Linked DNA regions of Sus scrofa: region 1 is linked to region 2. A link is a contact called in public HiChIP or PLAC-seq data. All regions are on one chromosome and are shown on one strand. The core of a region is the stretch at or near the end of the contact, and the rest is flanking DNA. Distances in the headings are between cores, read along the strand shown. Region 1 has its middle 78 kb from the start of MAMDC2. Region 2 has its middle 180 kb from the start of C1H9orf135.

Region 1 (4,838 bases), core at 784-3,283, 130 kb after region 2:
CCAACAGCAATTAACCGAGACAAGCTATCTCATTTTGCCTTGAATTGCTGAACGGCTCCTGACTAGTAGCTGACATACTGAACCAAGGACACATGTTTTGAAGTCTAATTCCCTTCTCCCCCATGTGTTTTGCAGATTTTAATAGAAGGTGTGCTCGGTCAGGGAAATACAGCCAGCATTGCACTCTTTGAAATCAAGATGACAACCGGCTACTGTATTGGTAAGTGGGTTTCCTTTTCATTGCATCAGAGTGTGAATCTTTTTCTAAAAGCTCCCATTGCCAGAGGGAATTGAATCAATCTGAAAGGCAGAGTGTTTTATAGACTACATCACACAGTGCATTTTGAAATTTGCATCGTTTAAGCGTTGTGTGTTGTATCTTCATCTTTAGCAGACAAAGGCTCATTAGAGTTTGCCTGGACTGAGTGGGCTGATGAAGCGACTGTACCCTGAGTCTCTGCCTTAACCTCAACATAGTCTAATAAACATAATTTCCAGTTCACTGTGAATTCAGCTTCTTGTGGCATTTGCCAAAAGAGCCAGTATCATATTACCTCTGTGTTGCCTCCTTCCCTCCATTTCTCTCTTATACACCATTGCTCTGTCTTTATAATCACAGTTGTCATTTCACACTTCATTCCACTTGAACAGGGCTCTTGAGGCACCTCTTCTGTGTCTGCCCCTGAGAGAGTGTAAAGAGACAACATACTCTATGGAGTTCCCTGATGGCCTAGTGGTTAAGGGTCTGGCGTTGTCCTTGCTGTGGCTTGAATCACTGGGATCCCTGGCCTGGGAACTTCCAGAAGGCACAAGTACAGCCAAGAGAGAGAGAGAGAGAGAGAGAGAGAGAGAAAGGCATACTTCATGTCCTGAGGTCACTCACCTTCATTTTGTCTTCTACTGAAGCTGTTTCTATGTATGATAAATTCTGGAAAAGGACTAGCTATGCTGTGAAGATGCAGGGAGGAGGGGAGAAGATCAGGCAAGACTGAATACAGGAGATGCATTTGAGCTAGAGTTTCAGGAGGAGTAGAATTGAGTCAGTGGAGGAGCAGGGTAGGAAGGAAAGGGCTCTCTATAGGCAGACCCCAGTGGGGAAACAGCACAGCCCATGTCCAGGCAAAGGCAAGAGGCCGAGTGGCGTTTGAAGTAAGAATCAGGGCAGCTAAGGGAGTCTGTTATGGAAGAGTCTGGATCCCAGCTGCGGAGCTTGGGTTCCTGAATTATGTGGTTGGGAGGCTCTAAAAGTCAGCCAGCAGCTGCGTTTTCAGATGGTGACTCTGGCTGCCACATGGAAAATGAGTTGGAAACAAGGAAAATATGTCAGAGAGGGAAAAACCCCTAGGAAGAGATTGTGACCTTACAGAGGGGACACAACAAGCATCTAAAATTGGGGTCAGCAGGAGTTTCCATCGTGGCTCAGCGGTTAACAAACTCGATTAGCATCCATGAGGACATGGGTTCATCCCTGGCCTTGTTCAGTGGGTTAAGGATCTGGCGTTGCAGTGAGCTGTGGTATGTGTAGGTCGCAGACACGGCTTGGATCCTGCATTGCTATGGCTCTGGTGTAGGCCAGTGCTACAATTCCAATCTGACCCCTAGCCTGGGAACCTCCATATGCCATGGGTGCGGCCCTAGAAAGACAAAAATAAATAAATAAAAATAAAATTTTTGAAAAATATATAAAAAATAAATAAAATTGGGATCAGCAGTGGAATAAATAAAAGTGGTAAATCTGAGAGATTTTTTTCAGTCCTGCAGTATTTGGAGACTGAATGCCTAAGGGAGGAAGAGACAAGAGAGAAAAGGACAATTCTGAACATGGGAGAGCCTTTGCTAATTCCCTCTCACTTTTCTGTTTTGACCTGCTAGTGGTAATGCTGGTGCAAGTGAAAGATAACATACTTGCAATGTGGCCATTTTCTGAAGGAACAGTGATTTTAGACCCCAGCTCCCTTCCTTGGGCCTCCTGGTAGCTTCATCCCTCATGGATCCCTCCAGGCCACTCAGGTCTTGAAGGCCCCATAGAATTGAGTCGGATACACCTGTTGCGCCACCTGCTGGCATAGTCCATGTATTGCACCCATGGCCTCATTTTCATCACCTGCAAAATGGGGATAAAATGCTTCCCTCATAGGATTGTTGCAGGGACTAATAAGATCATGGATATGAGATTGTTAGGTTTGCTGAGGGAGGAATGCGTAAGGCCAAGTTGGTAAAGCAAAAGAGATTTATTAAAGCATCAGAGGGGCAGAGGCTGAGCTCAAGATGGCCCCAGCCCTGACTGCAAGGAGGTGCTAGGCTTATAAAGGATCAGCGGTGGGAATCTGTGGCTGGAGTTCATGGTGGGAACTTGTGGCAGGAACAATGAAGAAGGAGGAGGGGAAGGTCAAGGGAGGGGTAGGTGGGGAGGGGTAGGTCCCATGACAGTCCTGGACAGAGGGCAGTTAATCCTTGTAGGTGGTTAATCTCTGCTCCACATTCTGGGAAAGGGTATAGATCTTGCACTGGGCCATACCCATGTCCCCAACAGGTATCCAAGGTCAGCAGCCACATTCGGGGGGTGGAGATCTGTCTCCATCCTCTTGGGAACCTGTCAGAGATGACTATCACAGTGCTGGACACTCAAAAACATTAATTTCCTTTCCTCAAATTACTTGATGGCTTCTGGTTGTTTTGAAAGACAAAAGAAGCACAGATACTTTTACCTGGTTGAACCATAGGAACATACTCTCACCTCACATTTCTTTCTGTACATTCTCTTTGCTTCTCTTGTTTCCTCATCTGTAAAATGAGGTATTGATAATAGTGCATATCTCATGGAGTTGTTTTGAGTATTAACTAAGTTAATTCATACAAAGTGCTCACAGTAGTGTCTGGCACATTGAGGAATATTTTGCTTTTTATTTGATTCTGTAACAGCCTTTGGCACTGCATATTGGGCACTGGTTAGCAGATGCTGCTGTGGAAAAACTGAAAATGAAAATCTTAAAAATGTTCAATGCTTGCTCAGGCAGAAGTACTCTGATAGCTCTATCAGTCAGGACCCTGACAGGAAAGTGGAAGCAGAATATATTTAACACGAGTAATGTGAGGAAAACTCACTAAAGGGACTACACAGGTGTGAGTGGGTGAAGGAAGCCAGACAAAGATAATGTAGCAATCCAGGACTAGTCAGAGCAATGACTCCTGAGCCATCAACGTCTTTAGGTCTGAAGGGGCAAAGGAGAAGGGATTACCAGAATCTAAAGACAGTAGCTGTATGGTCCCTTAGTTAAGGGACATAGCCAACCCATGGCAACCTGGAAAGGACAAAGCTGGAGAAATAAACACCATCATCTCTTCTCCTCCGACCTTCCATTGATTGAATCCAATAGAAGCCAGAAGGTAGGAAAGTCTATACCAGTCCACACACGTCCACCTCTGAGGATGGAGCAGAATGGAGGAAAGGTGGGTAGGCCTGGTGGGGCCAGTAGATGACCAGAACAATCACACTTCATATTTTAATTGATGATTGTGGGGTTCAATGGCTTATGAGTGTCTCGTTCCCACTAAAGGAGTCTATTGACTGGGAATAATTTATCTGTGCAAACTTGTCAATGCTGCTAAAAAGGAATGAGGGAGTCTCTTTGTCTTCTCTTTTTTCTCCACTCAGTAGCTGCAGAAGAACCCTATGCCTAGGATATTCTTGCCCCAACTCCTCTGTCTCAGTTCTTGTTTATAAGAAAAGCAAAGGATTTCAGCATCTAGGAAACATGCCCCTTGGCCCTTAGCTTAATATGCTGTCTACCATCAAGAGAGAAGGGGATGGGGAGTGGGCTACCAGAATGTGGTGGATAAAATTTCTGGAGCTAAGAGTATAGCTCCAAATAGTGCTTTGAAACACAGTTGGCCATTCTACGAAGCACTAATTGTGTGCTTGGCACTGTGCTGGCAGCTGTCCACACCACAGCCCCTATTTCACACATGAAGAAATGGAGACTAAGAGAGGTCAGACTGCAAGACACATGGCTAATAAGTGGAAGGGCCATAATCTAAAGAAGCAATGATGAATTATAATCTCTATTCATTATAGGATGTTTCCACTGACATTGTCCAGGGGTACTGGTACAAAGGTCAAAAGGAATGAGAAACGTATCTGAATATCTAAGAGCAAACAGCAGTGAGTCTGAGTGTATACAGGCATAACTACATTCCATAAAGTGTGCTTTTATTTCTCTTTACCAGAATGTGATTTTGAAGAAAATCATCTCTGTGGCTTTGTGAACCGCTGGAACCCCAACGTGAACTGGTTTGTTGGAGGAGGAAATATTCGGAACTCCCATTCCATTCTCCCACAGGATCACACCTTCAAGAATGAACTGGGTGAGCTAGGGACAAATGGAGTTTGTTTGTTTGTTTGTTTGTTTGTTCTTTATGGCCACGCCTGTGGCATATGGAAGTTCCCAGGCTAAGGGTTGAATCTGAGCTGCATCTGCTGGCCTGCACCACAGCCACAGCAATGCTAGATCCAAGCTGAGTCTGCACCCTACACCACAGCTCACAGCAACACCGGATCCTTAACGCACTGAGCGGGGCCAGGGATCAAACCCACATCCTCAGGATACTAGTTGGATTCATTTCCACTGAGCCACAACAGGAACTCCTTTTATTTATTTATTTTTTGCATTTACTTATTAATTTATTTTTAGAAATTAATTTATTTTAAAAATTTCATTGGGGAGTTCCTGCTGTGGCACAATAGGATCAGCAGCATCTCTGGAGCGCTGGGACACAGGTTTGATCCCCAGTTCTGCACAGTGGGCTGGGGATCTGGCATTGCCACAGTCATGGCATAG
Region 2 (5,256 bases), core at 2,660-5,159:
TAAAAAAAAATGACATATATTTTTCCCATATTAGATCAACTTCCTGACTTCAAATGGGATTTCTGTTAACAAGTGGCCTGATCATTCACACTATGATACAGGAATGTAAAGATCTTATAGAACAAAGAAATCTCCTGAACTTCTTCACCTGTGTGGCAAAATATAGAATATGCTCCATTAGAAGACAGACTTATAATCAAGAGATAGACTTCTAGCAGCATTTTCAAAGTACTGAGACATCACATGAAAAATGGATCTCACTTCTCCTTTAGGGATGCTCCACATTTTTTAAAGTTAATTAAGAATAACCTTGCTTCCTTATTGACCAAAAAAAAAAATCAATAGTAACATCGTAGAGTTTTATGGCACCTTTCTCAAAAGAACTTACTCATGAGAAATTCTATTTTTCTTGTTCATACAATTCCTAATTTGATTTATCACAATGGTAATGTAAAAATATTTTTATTTTTTCTTTTTCTTTTTAGGGCCGCACCCACAGCATATAGAGATTCCCAGGCTAGGGGTCCAGTCAGAGCTACAGCTACTGGCCTATGCCACAGACACAGCAATGCAAGATCCAAGCCTCATCTGCAACCTACACAACAGCTCATGGCAATGCCGGATTCCTGACCCACTGAGCAAGGCCAAGGATCAAACCTGCATCCTCATGGATCGTTGACCAGGTTTGTTAACCGCTAAGCCATGAGGGGAACTCCAGTAATGTAAAAATATGTATAACCTATGACTGGACCACAGAGAATGTTTATTTCAGTCACCTGAAACTCAGAGAGAAGCAAGAAATGGGGTGAGCTTCAGTGTTAAATTATGGAAGGGAACTCCACCTGAGTTTCAAAACAGTCATAACCATAACAACATAGATTATAGGGAGCAAGGCTCATTGTGATGTTGAACTTGAATCAGGCATTCAGGAGTGAACTCTGGGTGAACTGCCAGAGTCAGCTGAACCAAGACGAACTCTAAGAGTCAGCTCAAGTAGGAGAAGCAAGACAAAAAGCTGATGGGCAATGAGAAAAGGACTCATTTGATGAAGGAGAAAATGGTGCCAAGCCATCTGGCTCAGAGGAAAGAACCAGGATGGAGGGTAAATGAGGAATTGTGGATAATGTCAAGGTTATGGTGAGAGATTGTTAAGGCCATAAACATGAGATCAGAGTGGGAGGGACATGGTAAGCTTGAGGATGATGATTACTGGGGATACACACACAAACATGCATTCCTGAAAAGTTACATGACAATCTAATTCTCATAAAGTACCAGTGTATTTAATTGTTAGGTATTTAAAGGAAATTTATGTCTCTAAGGGAAAAGATACTTCTGTAATACAAATACCAATCCCTTAACTTACTTCTTGAAAATTCTGAGGTTTTTGTCTATATTGATTTTCTTAGAGCAATGGGCAACTGAATCAGGCAGTTGAGAGGGAAATACACATAACTTTAGCTTTGGGTGTGTCATCAAGAAAGGATAGGATGTTCCCAACTGAAAGAGGTTCTTGCCATTTTTTTAATTCAACCCTCTTCTCTGATGAATAAAACTGAAGATTAAATGCTTTGTACTGAAGGTCAACCAGCGATTTACTAAGAGTTGACTGAATGTTGCGTGATTCGTTCATGGCCCTCAGCTGGCTGGCTGAAAAATGAGTGCTAGCGCTCAGTAGTCCTGCTTCCCACTCAGGCCTCATTCTCTGCATCTCACTTGGTCTGGATGGTTTATTATGCAGAGAGAATGAAACGAGGTCACAGTACTGCTGTGAATTTTTGTCCCCCAGGGCCTTTTCCAACTTCAAAATTCTATGATTCTCTATCATCCTTGCATCTCTTGTTTTTTAAGACTGTTACCTGAAAACATTCATTGTAAGATCAGGAGGCAGCTGAAAGAAGAAATAACTCTTATTGGCTCCCAAATGGCCAGGGAGTATAGTAATACATCTCATAGAATGAGATAGATAATGTTCAAAGAAGAAATTTATCTTCCAGAAAGCAATAAAGTTTTAAAAAACACCAGCTCAGTTTCCCTTCAGTTCTGCCAGAATCTATCAAATATGGCACTTTAAATTGGTCCAAGTTTCACAGATACCAGGAAACCACGAGTGTGATGTTTTTGACGATGCCATACATCTCCAGTAACACATCGTTTTGTTCCAACTTTCTCTTCTGCACACACCATTTAACTTAGCTTCTTGTCATTTCTTCTCAGAGATTCCACATGTATGTTTGGTTCCCCAGTAATGAGCCCTTTATTTGTAACTGCAGAAAATGCATTATGTGAAAATTGAAGAAGAGAGATTACACTCTATTCCCAAGCACCACTTTTCTATTCTCTGCAAAGTTCCATAGAGATGATCCACAAATGAGAACTCTAATTTTAATGTCTGTGTTTGGAAATTATTTTATTTCTGAGTAGCAGCTTTACATCACCTATTTTCAATTTTGTCTCTTTTTTTCTCTTATCAAGAAAAAATATTTTAGGTCATAATGCATTCATATGAAATTTTTAATGTAGCAACATTCTGTTGGGTTACCCAAAGAAGAATAGGAATGACTGTTCTGAAAAGGCATTCTGAAATGAAATTAACTTTATTTATTTGTCTTTTTAGGTTCGCACTCATGGCATATGGAAGTTCCCAGGCTAGGGGTTGAATTGGAGCTGTAGCCACTGGCCTATGCCACAGCCACAGCAACACCAGATCCAAGCCACTTCTGTGACCTACACCACAGCTCACTGAAACGCTGGATCCTTAACCCACTGAGTGAGGCCAGGGATTGAACCTGTGTCCTCACGGATACTAGTCAGATTGTTTCTGCTGAGCCACAACAGGAACTCCCTGAAACTAAATAGAAATCATGTTCTATGACAACATTGTCTAAATTTAAAATTGTATGTAAAATATCACATAAGACATTTAATAAATAGCCATGCTTTATTTCAGTATAGACAGAACCACAGAATGAAAGAATACTGCTAGAGCTGGAAGAAATATTAGAATTTCTGGGGGACTTTTCCTCATTTTACAGGTGAGGAAATTGAAATCCAACACAAGAAAATTAGGAGGAGGGTTAGCTAGCATTGTGTCAGCTGCCAATCTATAAAGAGCACTAAACCACTACTAGGATAAAAGAGAAATCAGAGCCAGATAACTCAGGTGTTCATATCCAGCTCCTTATTTGTATATTTAGCTGAAATTGGCAGTCTGCTGAAATATCTGGAGCTAAAGAATGTGTGGTGTAGTGTGTTAACAAATTGTAAGTGCTTATTTATTATCTGAATTTTAGTTTCTTTGATAAGCCTGCAAGCACATTAATTTTTAAATTCACAAAAGAAATGAGGATAAGAAATACAGAAGAATGGATGATATATTCTTAAGAGATTTTAGAAGCAATGATCCAATTGTGGCCAATAGAAAATATACTATCAATTAAATTTATTTCTGAAAGTGAGCACTTTCAAATTCTCTCTAATCCTACAAATTGACAAACATGAAAAAGTAATGGTTGACCGAGTACTAAAATCATTAGCTTTCTCAGATTCCCACAATTCTTGGGAGAGGCTTTTCCAAGATCATGGAGCCATGGCTACATTCATATCAGCTGATATAACTAAACAAACACTGGTGCTGTGCCTGTGCCAGAATGCTGGGGCTACACAAATAAGATATGACCTAGTTCCTTTCCCCAGGATCTTACATTCAAATCACAAGAAACATATGCAGACATGAAAATACTACAGACAAGATCTTTGCTGAGATAGCTGGAGGTCCCGAGGAACACAGAAAGCAGAAATCCTGTGTCTGCTGGTGGCAACTAAAAGCTTCACAGAGGGGGCCACATTTGGACTGATAATTGAAGGATAAGTAGGAGTTTGTAGGTGGAAGAGGAAAAGAAAGAGGAACCAAGAGGTCATCTGGTCAATGGAGACATCAACTCATGCAACCATAGCCTAGAAGATTGGGAAACTTATTCATTAGCATGAAATATTCCACTAAAACATTAATATTATTCATGAAAAACATCAGCAAAAAAATGAGGTGTAGTGGTTGTAATGATGCAGCACCCAGACCCACCTTTGGACCTTATGGATTTATTCCTCCATGTGCTGAGAGTGATGCTGAGACTGTCCTCAGCTCTCAGACTTCTCCAGGAAGGCCTATCTGAAAGGAGCTCCTTTTCTTAAGGGCTCATCCTTTCTTTGGGGTCAGGGTGGAGGGGCCCCAACTTGAGACAGGGCTGAAGGGCTCACTGCTATCTCAGAGCTCCCCGAGGGACCGGCTAAATCTGTCTGCATCATCAACCTCTTCCTCCACTCAGCCCTGCTTTTGTCTCTTTCCACTACTCTTGATCCCAAGAACATTCATTAATAAGTTGCCTGAATATTAATCTCCATATCAGTGCCTTCTCCTGATGGACAGAAATCATTAAATATAAGATCAAGGAAGATATAGAGTATCCCAACACACAGGAGCCCACCAGTCCTGCACTCACTGAAGGGTGGTGGGATAAGAAGCCAGGACTGGTCACCAACTTAGGACGATCACATCTGAACCTTTCCTTCTAGCACTTTCCACTTAGAACAGCTTTGCCTTTTCAGTCCTCTTTCTTTCTTTCTTTTTAAAATCTTTTTGCCTTTTCTAAGACTGCTCCAGTAGCATATGCAGGTTCCCAGGGAAGGGGTCTAATCAGAGCTGTAGCCACCGGCCTACACCAGAGCCACAGCAATGCGGGATCTGAGCTGAGTCTGCGACCTACACCATAGTTCACAGCAGCGCTGGGTCCTTAACCCACTGAGCAAGGCCAGGGATGGAACCCGCAACCCCATGGTTCCTAGTCAGATTCGTTAACCGCTGAGCTACGGTGGGAACTCCTTCCAGGCCTCTTTCTGACAACCTCTAAACCCTTTCCCCCGTTCCTACCTCCATGGGTTTCTAGAAATTTCTTGGGATCCTGCTTCTAGGTGACTTTTCTATAACCTCTAGCCAGTTCTATTACTGGGGCTCCTCCAGATTTTCCTCCAGTTCACATTAGAATTCTTTGACTACTATTTCTCAAAATGTATTGTTCCGACTGCCTGAATCTGAAGCTTCTTTATAATACAGATAATAGGCTCCATTCCAGTCTACTAATTCAGGTGAAGAAGTGGGATCCTAGAGGGAAGATTCTGTATATATAAGCCCTTGGGAGATTCTTACGCCCACTGAAGTTTCAGAATCTTTTTCTTAGAATCTGGGGAATGTACCAAAGA

What was found. HiChIP or PLAC-seq counts read pairs in DNA pulled down with a chosen protein or histone mark.
Region 1: a contact with region 2 is called in an H3K27ac HiChIP or PLAC-seq map of alveolar macrophages. The contact joins two enhancer-like sites. A contact is called at or near these places in 10 of 47 Hi-C or Micro-C datasets (alveolar macrophages, embryonic fibroblasts, heart right ventricle and 5 more) and 1 of 2 datasets of contacts at active chromatin or transcription factors (alveolar macrophages).

What each region holds. Positions count from the first base shown.
Region 1 is chr1:223,461,393-223,466,230 of Sscrofa11.1, forward strand. No RefSeq gene overlaps it. Among named protein-coding and RNA genes, the nearest start is that of MAMDC2, 78 kb to the right of the region's middle. Within about 2 kb of position 2,034, at least 3 of the 83 cell types and tissues checked have an H3K27ac peak or open chromatin away from gene starts, as enhancers often do. A contact at or near this core is called in alveolar macrophages, where this site is marked.
Region 2 is chr1:223,333,527-223,338,782 of Sscrofa11.1, forward strand. No RefSeq gene overlaps it. Among named protein-coding and RNA genes, the nearest start is that of C1H9orf135, 180 kb to the left of the region's middle. Within about 2 kb of position 3,910, at least 2 of the 83 cell types and tissues checked have an H3K27ac peak or open chromatin away from gene starts, as enhancers often do. A contact at or near this core is called in alveolar macrophages, where this site is marked.